Linked DNA regions of Pan troglodytes: region 1 is linked to region 2. A link is a contact called in public Hi-C data. All regions are on one chromosome and are shown on one strand. The core of a region is the stretch at or near the end of the contact, and the rest is flanking DNA. Distances in the headings are between cores, read along the strand shown.

Region 1 (6,365 bases), core at 3,742-6,241, 95 kb before region 2:
CTTTGTGGCATCAAAGAAGGGGAGCATAAGTGTTGACTGGCATCCCAAACTTTTCACCTCCCTTTGATGCCAAGCCAAGCCTAAGCTTTCATCAAAAGTACATAAATTCTTTTATATGGTGTAATTAGGAGTTTGTAGCATAATTTGCAACAGAGGTTGCTTTACTTGCATGCTTTTTCCCTTCCTGGATCTTTTTCCCTGACCTGAGAGAATGAAAATAAATCTCACATCATCTTCACCAATTTTCTCTTCATCCCACCTGGATGTGCTTCCTCTTAGGTTACCAACTGCCCAACAGATACGTCAACTGCAAGATGTTCTATCAAGCAATTCACTACTTCCTCCCTTCTCAATCTTCAGGCTCTGCATATGGAAATGAACATTTCATTATGACCCTATGACCTACAAATCTCCCTCTCTGTCACTCCTTATCATCTCTCCTAGGGAGGCAATCAAAATGAAATGATTTTAAGATTCTAGCACTCCCAACTCTAAGGTAAATAGCATCTGACATCTTCATTAAGTCCATATTCAGTTTTTAGGTCTTCTGGTTGAAAGAAGAATAATCTAGAAGGACAATTAATATTTAAAAAGGTATTTCCCCTATAACTTAATATTGTAGGTGGTAGTACTTTTTAGGACAGCACAGACTTGGTTTGGAAATCTCAAAATAACAAAAGGTGGTTTAATTTTCTTACCCCTATGTCAAGTTTTACCTGTTTTTTGTTTGTTTGTTTTAATTCTCTAAGTGGGGATAGAACATTTTGTGGTATGAAAAACTATGAAAGATCTTACCTCTGAAAAAAACTCCATTTGAATGAACCCTAATTTAATGGACAGGTGAAAGGTCAGCAACCTAGAAAATTGGAGTGTAGTCACAGAATTTACAACACCTTCTAACATTTCTGGGCCTAAATTTCACGTGTATCTAAAGTAGAAAGAATGGTCCCCAGCCCTTTCCAGAGTTTTAATGAAAGAGTCTATTGCTTTAAATTAAAGACACATCTGCTAGGTTCCTTTAACAGCATCAGAGTTGATGTTCAAACATATTATTTCAAAATTATTTTGCAAAATGTTGAGGTTATCTGTCTTTAAAGTGCTGTTGCAAAAGTATATTGTTGAATTTGTAACTCACAGCTAGAAAGCGATATAAATCTTACAATTTGCACTGAGATCTTTCTAGATGAAAATGATGCAGCAATCATGAACTCCTGTATTATCTGTCACTATCTCATAAGTCACATGATTTGAAGAGAAGATCATTCGGAGCAGTGGAAAAATGAAATCAAACATAGCTGCTACCTCAGATTGAAGAGATGTCCTCTCCGATTCTTTAAAGTATTTCCTGTTCTCCTACCCACCTCCTGTGTTGTTTGCAAGACTCAAAAAGATAAGTTTATAGTGAAATAAGAATCCTCCAACTTACATATTAGAGCTTCTGCAATTAAAGAAAAACAGAAATCAGGCTGGGCGCAGTGGCTCACGCCTGTAATCCCAGCACTTTGGGAGGCTGAGACAGGTGGATCACCTGAGGTCAGGAGTTTGAGACCAGCCTGGTCAACATGGCAAAACCCCATCTTTACTAAAAATACAAAAATCAGCTGGGTGTGGTGGTGGGTGGCTGTAATCCCAGCTACTCAGGAGGCTGAGGCAGGAGAATCCCTTGAACCCAGGAGGCAGATGTTGCAGTGAGCCGAGATGGCACCACTGCACTCCAGCCTGAGTGACAGAGTGATACTCTGTCTCAAAAAGAAAAAAAGAAAAAGAGAAATCTATGGGTGAAGACAAATGGAATGGCAATACCTTGGAGTAGCATTTACTAATTCAAACCATATAAACCATACTAAGGTTGTCAGCCCAGAGGGGAGTCCATCTGCTATGTAGATGAGAGAATGTGACCAGGAAAGTCAGGACACAAAGCCATGATTCTTTCAACTTTTTGGCACTTTAATAAAGGAATTGCATGTCCTGTCTTCTCCATGAACTCAGCAAAGCTACAACTAAGCTCCTCATCTTGAGAGTTCACCATGTGCCCACTTTGACCTATGGATGGGCCCCTTGGCACTCTACCTTTTCAGTGTCCTCAACTGCACAAGCTTCCTGGGCTGCACTGACTGCTGTACCCAGGCAATTTTTTGGGAGCTCCAATGTCTTGTCTAGCACATGACCTGAGGCTGTAGCATGTTCTTTCAAGTATTAGTGCTAAAGAGGTCCCATTCTACTTTCTCTGACTGATCAGGTCACTGTTTTCAGCTACCTGGCCCTTCTAAGTCAGGGTCACTAGAGTATCAGGAGGTTTGTAACTTCTTCATTGGTGTCTTGTGTTTTCCTGTCTTTGAACTTGAGGAAAGCTGGCCCTGGATGTTCACAACATCAACCAAGCAATGAAAACCACAGCACCCTACAGGAAATTCTGCATTTCTCTCAAAACATGCAAAACACAAAATTGGGTGGAACCACAGAAGGTTATGGATAACTCACTACAGTTTGGACTTTCAAAGGTAAATGTAATATCTGACTCATGGCTATCACTTCTGGGAGATTTTTCAGGAGAGATATCTATGTTTCTGAAAGTCTGTATGCTTGCCTTTATTTTTTCTAACTTACTATAAATTCTTGTCAGTTCTGGTCATTTTGGTTAAACTTGTTTCTACTGTTACTTGTTCATGCTGTCGACTAATAAAAAAGACAGTGTTTTTAAGACTGTGCTTCATGGAGCCCTACGGGCTTGAAAAAGCATTTCAGGAGCTATTTTGGGGCCAGGGAGAGGCTGAGTGAGTCAGGAACCAGATCATGCTGTTTCTGTCACCACATACAAACACACACACACACAAACACCCACACAGATACAATACCAAGTATAAAATCAGACACAAAGTCCAATAAAAATAATCCCTTGTATATACTATAAATAATATGTATTATATATATGCGTATATATACATATGTGTATGTATATATCTATATGTATACATGGTATATATACATATATACTATGAGGTTGTATATATACTATGCCTCACATAGTATATACACACATCTATAGTATATATGTATATATACTCTGTGTGTGTGTATATATATATTTGTTTTTAAACAATGAAACTCTACATAAAACTTTGGAGAAAAGAGTTCATTAATTAAAATGAGTTTGAAAATCTCTGGGTCAACTATCCAAAAATGTGTATATAGTTGAATACAATCCATGAAATCCTAAGTAATATACCAGTAGAGAATAGAATTTGCAAGATTACATTCCTTTTAATCAAGTTCTGTGTGCATTAGAAAGAATTTAGTACAGACAAAAAACCATGCTCATTCATTTAGACATTCATTCTGCTACTATTTACTGACACTTTTTTTGTATGTGTTCCAGGCCCTGGGAAAACTATCCTACTTTTGTGAGATACTATTGTTCTACCTGTAATGCAAGTGAACAGATCTTAATAAGGACAAATACAATTTTTTAAATGTTTACCATATTTTCTCATTTGTTCCTTTCGTCAAGCATTCAACCTGCCAGGTAATTATTATTATCTGCTTGCTTCAAATAAGGAAAGTAAACCTCAGAGAAATTAAGCAATTTTTTCATGGTCACTCATCCAGTAAATAGCCTTTCAACTCTTTCCTAACCCTCTCCAGTTTGTCAGCTTAGCTGTGGGAGCTCAGACAGGGCACACTCTCTCTGAGCTCAGCTGAATCACATATAAAATATATGTAATATCTTTCCTATCTTATATAGTTGCAAAACTTTAAAAGAGCTAATATGTGATAGTGCTTTTCAAGGCAAAAATCAAACCATATTATACTGGTACCAGGTGATGAATTATTTTTACTGGACTTTGTGCTTGATTTTTCTACCCTGGGCTTTGCTAATCAGAAGGTCAGAATCAATCATTATACAACTATGGATCAAAAGCAAGGCATGGGCAATTGAAAAGACCACAAGTTAGAACAATGCTTCTCAAAATATCTGGGATTAAAAACCAGCTAGTTCTTTTAAATTCCCAGTTCCTCATGGATGAATACACAAAATATAAACACCTCTTTTTTGTCATTAGCTTTAAGGGATTTAAAATTATTGCATTCTAAATGCAATTCTCAATTTCGGTATGAATCTTGTCATGAACTGATAAGAAACAGTTGTCAGTAGTCTGTGAACACACTTTCAACACTACTGGGTTAGGATATCCTCAAACTGGTTGAAGTTTGAATTTTCAAAATTTTTTACAGAGTTGTCCTTGAACCTACAAATATGAACCAAAAATCAGCCCCCAAAAAAAGAGAATGGGAGAAGAAAAAAGGTTCTTCACACTCTATATCAGGTTCCCTAGTCTAGAGAAATATAAAGGGGAAATTTTGTCCAAAAGCAGTCATTTCATGATTTATGTAATAGAGATGCTCCAACCAAGGACACCATAAAACCAATTTGCGTAAAGCAGGTTTTATGTATATCCATCAGAAAACTCCTCTAAATGCTTCAACTAAAATTGAGATGTAGTTGAAGGATTTTGCTTTCTCCTCTATAGAGTGAGAGGTTATATTAATATTCCTTCTAATATTTTGTGCTTTTGCATTGGAAGCTAACTCAGTGCCTGGGTATTAGAACAAACCAGCAGAATTTCTCTGGTAGGAACTTTCTGCCCAGAGACCTCTGTTCTATTGCTGTTCCCTTGCTGTTACTCACAACCGCGTGTAACAATCTCATACCTTAGTTCTCTTCTCTTTTCCTGATATTTAGAATGCCTAGTAGAGCCGCAAATGGCATGTCATATTTTGTCAGGAGATGGCATTGACTAATGTGTGCAGAAAACACCCCTGAGTTAGATACTTTGAGTCATGTACAATGAGCAGTTCAGTACTTAACACTTCACAAAGCTCAAAGCTGTTTACATGAAATGTATATTTTTGGCTTCTGGTAGTCTATGCTGCTATTACGGAAGGTTATAGTTAGCAGGTTTAAGAAATATATTTTTGGGCTTTCTAGAATGAATAATTTGAATGGTACCAGCAGCAATTCTTTGTGAGCTGAAGGCTTGATGCAGTCTCTTAGGACCTGTCCTTTTAGAAGTAAGAGCGGGTTCTTAGAGGCCACATCCTGCCTTTCAGATAGAGATATCAGCTTCTACCAGGAATAGTTCCTTTCATACTACACTTAAGTAGGCAGTGAGAATAATTAGCACGATTGAAACTACCTTTGCAAAATTATGACTGAGACAGCGAAAGAGATCTAACTTAACTGACTCCATCTTGCTTCTAACCTCCATGCTGTCTTTTTCATTCCTGGGCGTAGGACGAACTAACTTTGAGAGAAATTTAGTTTATAGTTTAAAAAAAAAGATGGTAACAGCCCTTTCCCAAAGCAGACCTCCTTCTTGCCTGGGGACTAGACCAATATTAGCCAGAAGGTTAGAAATTACGGTTTAGGAGTCTTGCAGCTGGAGGCTATAAGAATCTGACTCCCTAAACTGCTCCTAAGATCAGTGCTTGAGATACTTTGCAGACCCTGCACTTGATGGATCAGCTGGCACCACTCAAATCAATAAACTGGCTCATCTGATCTTGTGGCACCCACCCAAGAACTGACTCAGCACAAGGAGACAGCTTCGACTCCCTGTGATTTCATCCCTGTCAACCAGCACTCCTGGCTCACTGGCTTCCCCCCACCCAACCAAGTTATCCTTAAAAACTCTGCTCCCTGAATGCTCAGGGAGTTTGATTTGAATAATAATAAAACTCCAGTCTCCTGCACAGCCGGCTCTATAAATTACTCTTTCTCTATTGCAATTCCCCTGTCTTGATGAATCGGCTCTGTCTAGGCACCGGGCAAGGTGAACCCCTTGGGTGGTTACACTAGCATTGGTTTTTGTTTGCCACTGCAGCATTAATTATGTGTTTTTTATGGCAATAGAAATTTTTTTTTACTGCCCTTCCTCAATGTTACATGAAGACATATTTCACAAGTAGGCCAAGTACAAAGTAGGAATAGAAGCTAGAATGGAATCATAGACCAGATTCTTACATAGATCACATCAGCCAGGCTGAGGCTCCATCTGTGTGCATGGCATGGCACGGCACAGCTGCGTTGGTTGCTTATAGCTAGCATCTGTTCTGATTGGTTGGTGCCTGTGCCTTTTCAGTTGCTCAGAGTTTTGAATACCAACCCTGAGTACACAGTTATCTCTGAAAGCTAAAATGGTGAAATATAACACATAATGAATGCAATGAGCCAGCTCTAGACACAACCAAGAGAATTCCCATAAATGGGAACCTGAGAAAGTATAAAAGCACTTAATTGAAGGTGTAAATGAAAGAAAGCAGGTTTGAAATGCAACCAAAACAAAGCCCACACATAGACAACTGTA
Region 2 (6,485 bases), core at 3,375-5,874:
TCCAACAGAAATGAACTCTGTGCATACTGGCTGCAGCCATAGTCATCACTGAACTTTTACATGCAGAGAAAGTTGGCAGCACTGCTGTGGAGAGTATAATATTTATCTTCTCCAATGGGCTGTGAACTTCTAGGGGGGAGAGTCTGCTTGGTTCTGTGTCATTCTCAGTGCGCAGTCTGCATTTTTGCCAAACATTTGAGAGAAGGATTGAAAAAAAGGAGAAAAAAATTATATCATCTTTATCTTCTTGGCCATACCTAAGGGCACGGAGAGAGGTACAATTGGAATCTTCTCCTTCAGATCCAATCGATGTAAATCTTTTGTATGCATTAAATAACCAATGATAAAGACTTTAAATCCACCCCTTCCAGACCCAAGCTCTAATCCCCCAAGCAGCAAATTCATATGCCCACAAGTTCACATCTTTTACATAAAATAACAACCAATAAATATTTGAACTTTAAATCATTCACTCTGGAGATTTAAAATGAATCTTTGGGACATTCACACAGCTCCTTAATTTCTGCTAGGGCAAGATCTTTAATTTGTTTTAGCTAGGAGATGGACATTTTCTTAATTAAGCAACCTTCTACAGGGACAAAAAGGTGCCTACAAGGTTTCCCCAGCAAACTCTAAGTAATTAAAAATAAATGCATAAAGAAAGAATATTAACAACTGTTCTCAAGAGCTTTGACCATTATCCCATTAGGTAACTTTTATTTTTATTTTTAAGTACACAGTTTCCTTCAATTTTGGATTAAACGTGACTTTGTTGACACTTCATGGACAATACTAAGTGTTTCTTTTGGGGGTTACTCTTTCTCAGAACCTCCCTGTGAGAAAGGAATAATACAGGGTGGTTGGAGGAGATTAGAAAATTCCAAGCAGCAGTTTCACATGACTAGCAAAACGAAGCTTGAAATAGCTTCGGAAGCTATGGCCTAATAAGATCCTGAAAAAACAGGGATCAAGAGGGCCAGGCGTGGTGGCTCATGCCTGTAATCCCAGCACTTTGGGAGGTGGAGGCGGGCAGATCACGAGGTCAGTAGATCGAGACCATCCTGGCTAACATGGTGAAACCCCATCTCTGCAAAAATACAAAAAAAAATTGGCCGGGTGTGGTGGCAGGCGCCTGTAGTCCCAGCTACTCAGGAGGCTGAGGCAGGAGAATGGTGTGAACCTGGGAGCAGAGGTTGCAGTGAGCCGAGATCATACCACTGCACTCAGCCTGGGGGACAGAGCGAGGCTCTGTCTCAAAAAAAAAAAAAAAGAATAAAGAAAAAGCACCCAGGCTTATGTTTACAACTTGTCTGCTGGGGATCCTGAATGATATACTGTGGGGGCCACATCCGTGTCTAGCAATGACCCTTACTGGAACTATCAACAGGACCAGGTTGATCTAAGAAAAATCATATGGTGACTTGTTTGGTGGAGGGAATGAAACAATATACCACTAAGCCTGCGAACTGTAATAAAATAAGAGAAATAAGAAAAGGATGAAAACTCAGCTTTGTTTCAGGGGCACCTTTGTGGAGGACCTAAGAACATATACTAACATTGATCTCAGTACTGATGCTGGCCAAATTTTTCTAGAGACACACTTTATTAGCCAGTCAGAACCTGACATAAGAAGAACATTACAGAAATTGGCTTTGGAACTCTACACACCTATTAATGAAATGTTTGACATGGCTTTTGGGGTATTCAATAGTAGGGACAGAGCTAAAATGGCTGAAATGACCCAGAATGGCAAAAAATGGGATAGACAGCCAGCCCAAATGATTAGCAGTCACTGTAAACAGTGCCCTGCAACCTCAGGGTCACCCAGGAAGACGCTTCACCGCAGACCAAACAGGCTCAACAGCAAACCTGCAGGCAACGGTTGCTGCTCCAAGTGTGAGAATTCAGGACACTGGAGAAAGGACTGTCCCAGCCAAGGGAGCCCACCCAGACCCTGTCCTCACTGCAATCAGGAGGGACATTGGAAAAGGAATTGCTCTCAGCTCTGAAGGGAGAGGAGGACACCCAGTGCCGTAATGGCCATAACTGAGACTGAAGGGGCTTGAGGTCCCCGGCAGCTCCCATAAAAGGCATGGTCAACACAATTGAGGAGACTCTTGACGTGGCAGATTAGAATATCCTTGAATTCATTCTTTGACAGTGTCAAGAGCCTGGACACTGGCTGGGGTCAAGGTCCCACCGGCACCTGGGAAACCCCCAGCTCACTGGTATCACCTGGGCTGCAGCAGCACCCTGCATTAATAGTCATCCTTGGCTTTGTCTCTGACCTGGCAACTTATTTCTTTAGTCTGTCCTACATTGAAAATACTGAGAAAGAGAAGAATTCTTTTTTCATTCTGAAGGACACAAATGCATCCTAAGACTGAACATTTGATTGAGTTCTGCAAATGGAAAGGAAAACACATAGCAGCCTCCTCAGTGTGAGTATTATCTGTGCCTCTGCCACAAAGGTGTGATAAAATGGCTCAGCTAATTTTCTTGCTGGGGATACTGATGATCACAGAGCAGGAGAGGTGGTTTCCCTCCAAAACCACACTGAACAGCATGCTGTTTTCCCCTCCTTTTTTTATTCTTGTTTCTTCTTAAGCAAATGTTTTTTATTTTAGCAATAGAATTCAGTTCAGTAACATCTCTGAGTGTTACTTTGTGCAAGAGAACCAACGGCATGTGACAGAAACCCTGGTTTCTCTAGCGTGCCTGGCACAGCGTGTTACCCTGAGCCTTGGTCCCAGGTTGCTGAAGTCTTGGATTAGTGTGGGTCTGACCAGTTAGCACACTCCTTTTTGGATGCCTTCTTACATTCACTCCAGCTTTCGTCAAATAACTATCCCCACCCTAGTTTCTCTAAAGCAGTTCTAGTTTGTACATTCTTTCCTTTCCTCCCCACAAATTACTACAAAACCAGTGTCAGGTAGTTTCCTATCAATTAATTCCCAAATTAGCATTTCTAAAGTCTACTTTAACATTTTCTTCCTTTCACCTTTTCTGACTCAACATCAATGTCTTCCTTTCAGATATCACCAACCCCCACCACCCTCCCCCAACCCCTAGCACTAATTGGTTAATTGTTTCTTCAGTTGCAGAAAAATAGAAAGATCTAAATGGAGGACTTACAAAATATGGAGCTCTTAAATAACGGACTTGGAATTGAGAATTATTACAAGCCATTAATCATTATAGGTCTCCCCGGAAATGAATGAATGAGAATTTATCATTGCTCTTATTAGGTACGTGCCTCCAAGACTTCTTCAGGAGGATTTTCTGAAGCCCCAGGTAAGCGTTTAGGCATTGAGATGAAAACAAGCATGAGAAGCCCCACTTTGCCAGTGTGTGCGTATGTATCTGTGTGTGAGAAGAGACTGGGGGAAGGCGTTGGGTGTGGGGTGGGGACTAACGGACGTGGTGGAGTGTTAGGTCCTCTCTGGTGTGTGTGTTTAGTGCGCCATCTGGTGACTGAAGCTCACAGAGGGAAGAAAGCCTGAGGTCCTAGGAAGACAGGCACAACTCAGGGTTGGGGTGGCTCCTCACCGTCAGTTTGAGGTTGCTAAAGTGGCTGTATTTCAGCTTTACCAGCGCACAGGTGACAAATGTTGTGCATATCATGGAGAGGTTTGTGTAAGTCATGACTTATTCAAGAAAAAGAATAAAGGGCTTTAAGGACCTATTGAGAAAAGCAAAAAGTACAGTTACACAATTATCCCAGACGGTAGGACTCTAAAAGTGTAAGTACTCTGGTTGAACAAATAAATGAAACTCTTCTATGAATGTGGGAAATGCAAAAAGGAATTGAAGGAAGGGAAGAAACTGAAGGTATGAGTAGAAAATTAAAGAGAGAGGCAAGATAGCATCACGCTTTGTAGGCTGTTCTAAACCTGGGTTCAAATTTCAGAGCTACTGCTTACCTTTTGTGGGACAATAGGCAATTTATTTAAACTCACCAAGCCTCAGTTTGCTCATCTATAAAATGAGGATCATTCTATTTACTTCCTAAGGATACTGTGAGGGTTAAATAAAAGAATTCACAAAAATACTAAGCCCAAAGCTTCACATGTAAATGCTCAATAAATGGTAGTTGTTATAAGCAGAGAGAAGAGAAGAGGAAATGAAAAGCCAGAAGGCAGAAAGCTCAGTAAGGATAGTGTAGGACGCATTAGAAAATTATGAGAAAGGAAGTAACATCTAGGACCCTCCAACTTAGCACAAGGCTAGGTTGATCAACCCAACAGGTGAATACCACGAAGGCTGCAATCTATGACTCCAGTGGACAGAGGGTCTCTGCCTGAAGCCCACTTTTGTTATTATCCTTACAAGTGTCTGAGAGAATGCCACAGCAGGGCTGGCCATCCTTCTTGGTACCCCTGGGACTTCAAAGTGTGGCCGGGCAACTCTATAGTTAACCTCTATACAGGACTTTCTCAGTTCCATGCTCGTAGCTTATGTGAAAAAAGTCAAATGTGACCAGGGCAAGATGGGGCTGATCAAGGCATAACAACTAGGGATGAAGTTTGATCCAGTGAGGGACGCTATTAGCATGACTGAGCTGGCAAGGAGGTTTCTGAGAACCCTGGCTTGCCACTGTTGGTGGCAGTTAATAGTGACGTGGAGAGTCAGCTCGCCCAGCATGGCCGGAAGAAATATCCACGTAACCTGAGACCCCTTCCTTCTCCACTGAATCCTTATGGCAGACTCAGGAGGTAGAATCCCAAAGCTGCCTCACTCTCTCTTTCGGAACCTGATAAGTCTACTTCTATGGATTGCCTAAAGCCCTTCAGACATCTAAAGTCTCTGCAGAGGAAAATATTGCACTACACACACACACACAAACACACACACTCGGGACCTCCAAGGGAGCCCTTAGTCTACCATCTGCAGCCAGAGCTTTGAAGCTAGAGATCATAATGCCTGTTCCCTGATGTAATAGTCAACTGCAATCTCGACTTGCAGCCATTGCCTGCATTTCTAACCTTTTACCAGCTTCCTTCCATGCCGAGGAGAAACTAGGACCAAGAACACAGTAATATGATCCCCAATTAGCATAAAATATAAACAACCTAGTCATGTTTTCCATGGGCTTTTCCAACCTCAAACTAAAAGCACAAAGCAGGGAGAAAGATATAAGAATATACACATGGAACTATAAATACATATATACTGTCTGTGTCGGCACAGCCAAGCACCCTGACCCAAATGAGTATCTGTCTCTAAGAAAAGCATGTAGCCTGATGCAGAAATCGGAGAATTTTCTCCTTCCAAAGTACAGTGTAAGAACAGACTGGAAGAGAAGTTACCCCGATTACTTGGTTTGGAAGGGGTTAAGGCACCAGTCATCCTCTTCTAAAGTGATTTATGATGATGTGTGGAGTTTAAAAACTTTCCCCCACCCCAAAGAACAGCCCTCTCACTCCTCACTGAGTCCACTCTGAACGTGCTAAAATGGGAAGGAGGCGGTGTTCTGCTGATCTGTTAAATTCTTAGTGAAGTGTCCTTGATTTCCAGTGGCTGCTGTTGTTTGAGTTTGGTTTGGAGCAAAACTGAGGTAGTCCTAACATTTCTGGGACTGAATCCAGGCAAGAGAAAGAAGAAAAAGAAGAAGAAAAAGAGGAGGAAAAAGGTAGGGAGAAATAAAGGGAGGAGAGAAGCATAGTGAAAGAAAAAAAAAGTCCCTTTTCGACATCACATTCCTGTGTTTTCCCTCAGCCTGGAAAACATATTAATCCCAGTGCTTTTACGCCCGGAAACAAAGAGACTAAGCCAGACTGTGGGGGAAAGGGAGATAAGAAGGATCCTGGAACTTTAAAGAGGGAAAGAGTGAGATTCAGAAATCGCCAGGACTGGACTTTAAGGGACGTCCTGTGTCAGCACAAGGGACTGGCACACACAGACACACGAGACCGAGGAGAAACTGCAGACAAATGGAGATACAAAGACTTAGAAGGACAGCTCCTTTCACCTCATCCTACTTGTCCAGAAGGTAAAAAGACACGTCCAGAAGGTAAAAAGACACAGCCAGAAAGAAAAGGCATCGGCTCAGCTCTCAGATCAGGACAGGCTGTGGATCTGTGGCGGTACTCTGAAAGCTGGAGCTGCAGCACACCCCTTTTGTATTGCTCACCCTCGGTAAAGAGAGAGAGGGCTGGGAGGAAAAGTAGTTCATCTAGGAAACTGTCCTGGAAACCAAACTTCTGATTTCTTTTGCAACCCTCTGCATTCCATCTCTATGAGCCACCATGTAAGTGTGTAATCCTTTCTGTCTTTGATCTGTTTATTTGTTTCTTTATTGCTTATTTTGAAGGAATGAAATGTGAATGTTGTCATAATTAATATGCTAGTTTGCATTTTCTTTGGAGCATCCAGAGCATTAGTTGAAACAGTACAAGCATGCTGACTGGGAAACTGAATTGGATTTCCTGCTTAATGTAACTGTCTCTGTTAAACACTAACAAATTATAGGGGATTGAAAGTAA

The links. Hi-C and Micro-C count contacts between places; a contact is called where the count stands out from the background.
Region 1: a contact with region 2 is called in a Hi-C map of stem cell-derived neural progenitor cells, with 6 times the contacts expected there. The contact joins the enhancer-like site here to the promoter of CCDC80 in region 2. A contact is called at or near these places in 3 of 7 Hi-C or Micro-C datasets (blood, induced pluripotent stem cells and stem cell-derived neural progenitor cells).

What each region holds. Positions count from the first base shown.
Region 1 is chr2:116,072,882-116,079,246 of NHGRI_mPanTro3-v2.0_pri, reverse strand. It overlaps LOC104005683 (a long non-coding RNA gene), which reads left to right. Exons shown (of 5, transcript XR_679118.4): 2 at 280-496; 3 at 1,184-2,501; 4 at 3,377-3,523; 5 at 5,504-5,751. Among named protein-coding and RNA genes, the nearest start is that of CCDC80, 97 kb to the right of the region's middle. Within about 2 kb of position 4,991, at least 1 of the 24 cell types and tissues checked has an H3K27ac peak or open chromatin away from gene starts, as enhancers often do.
Region 2 is chr2:115,976,934-115,983,418 of NHGRI_mPanTro3-v2.0_pri, reverse strand. CCDC80 (coiled-coil domain containing 80) reads left to right here and starts at 4,624. Exons shown (of 8, transcript XM_001156251.7): 1 at 4,624-6,250.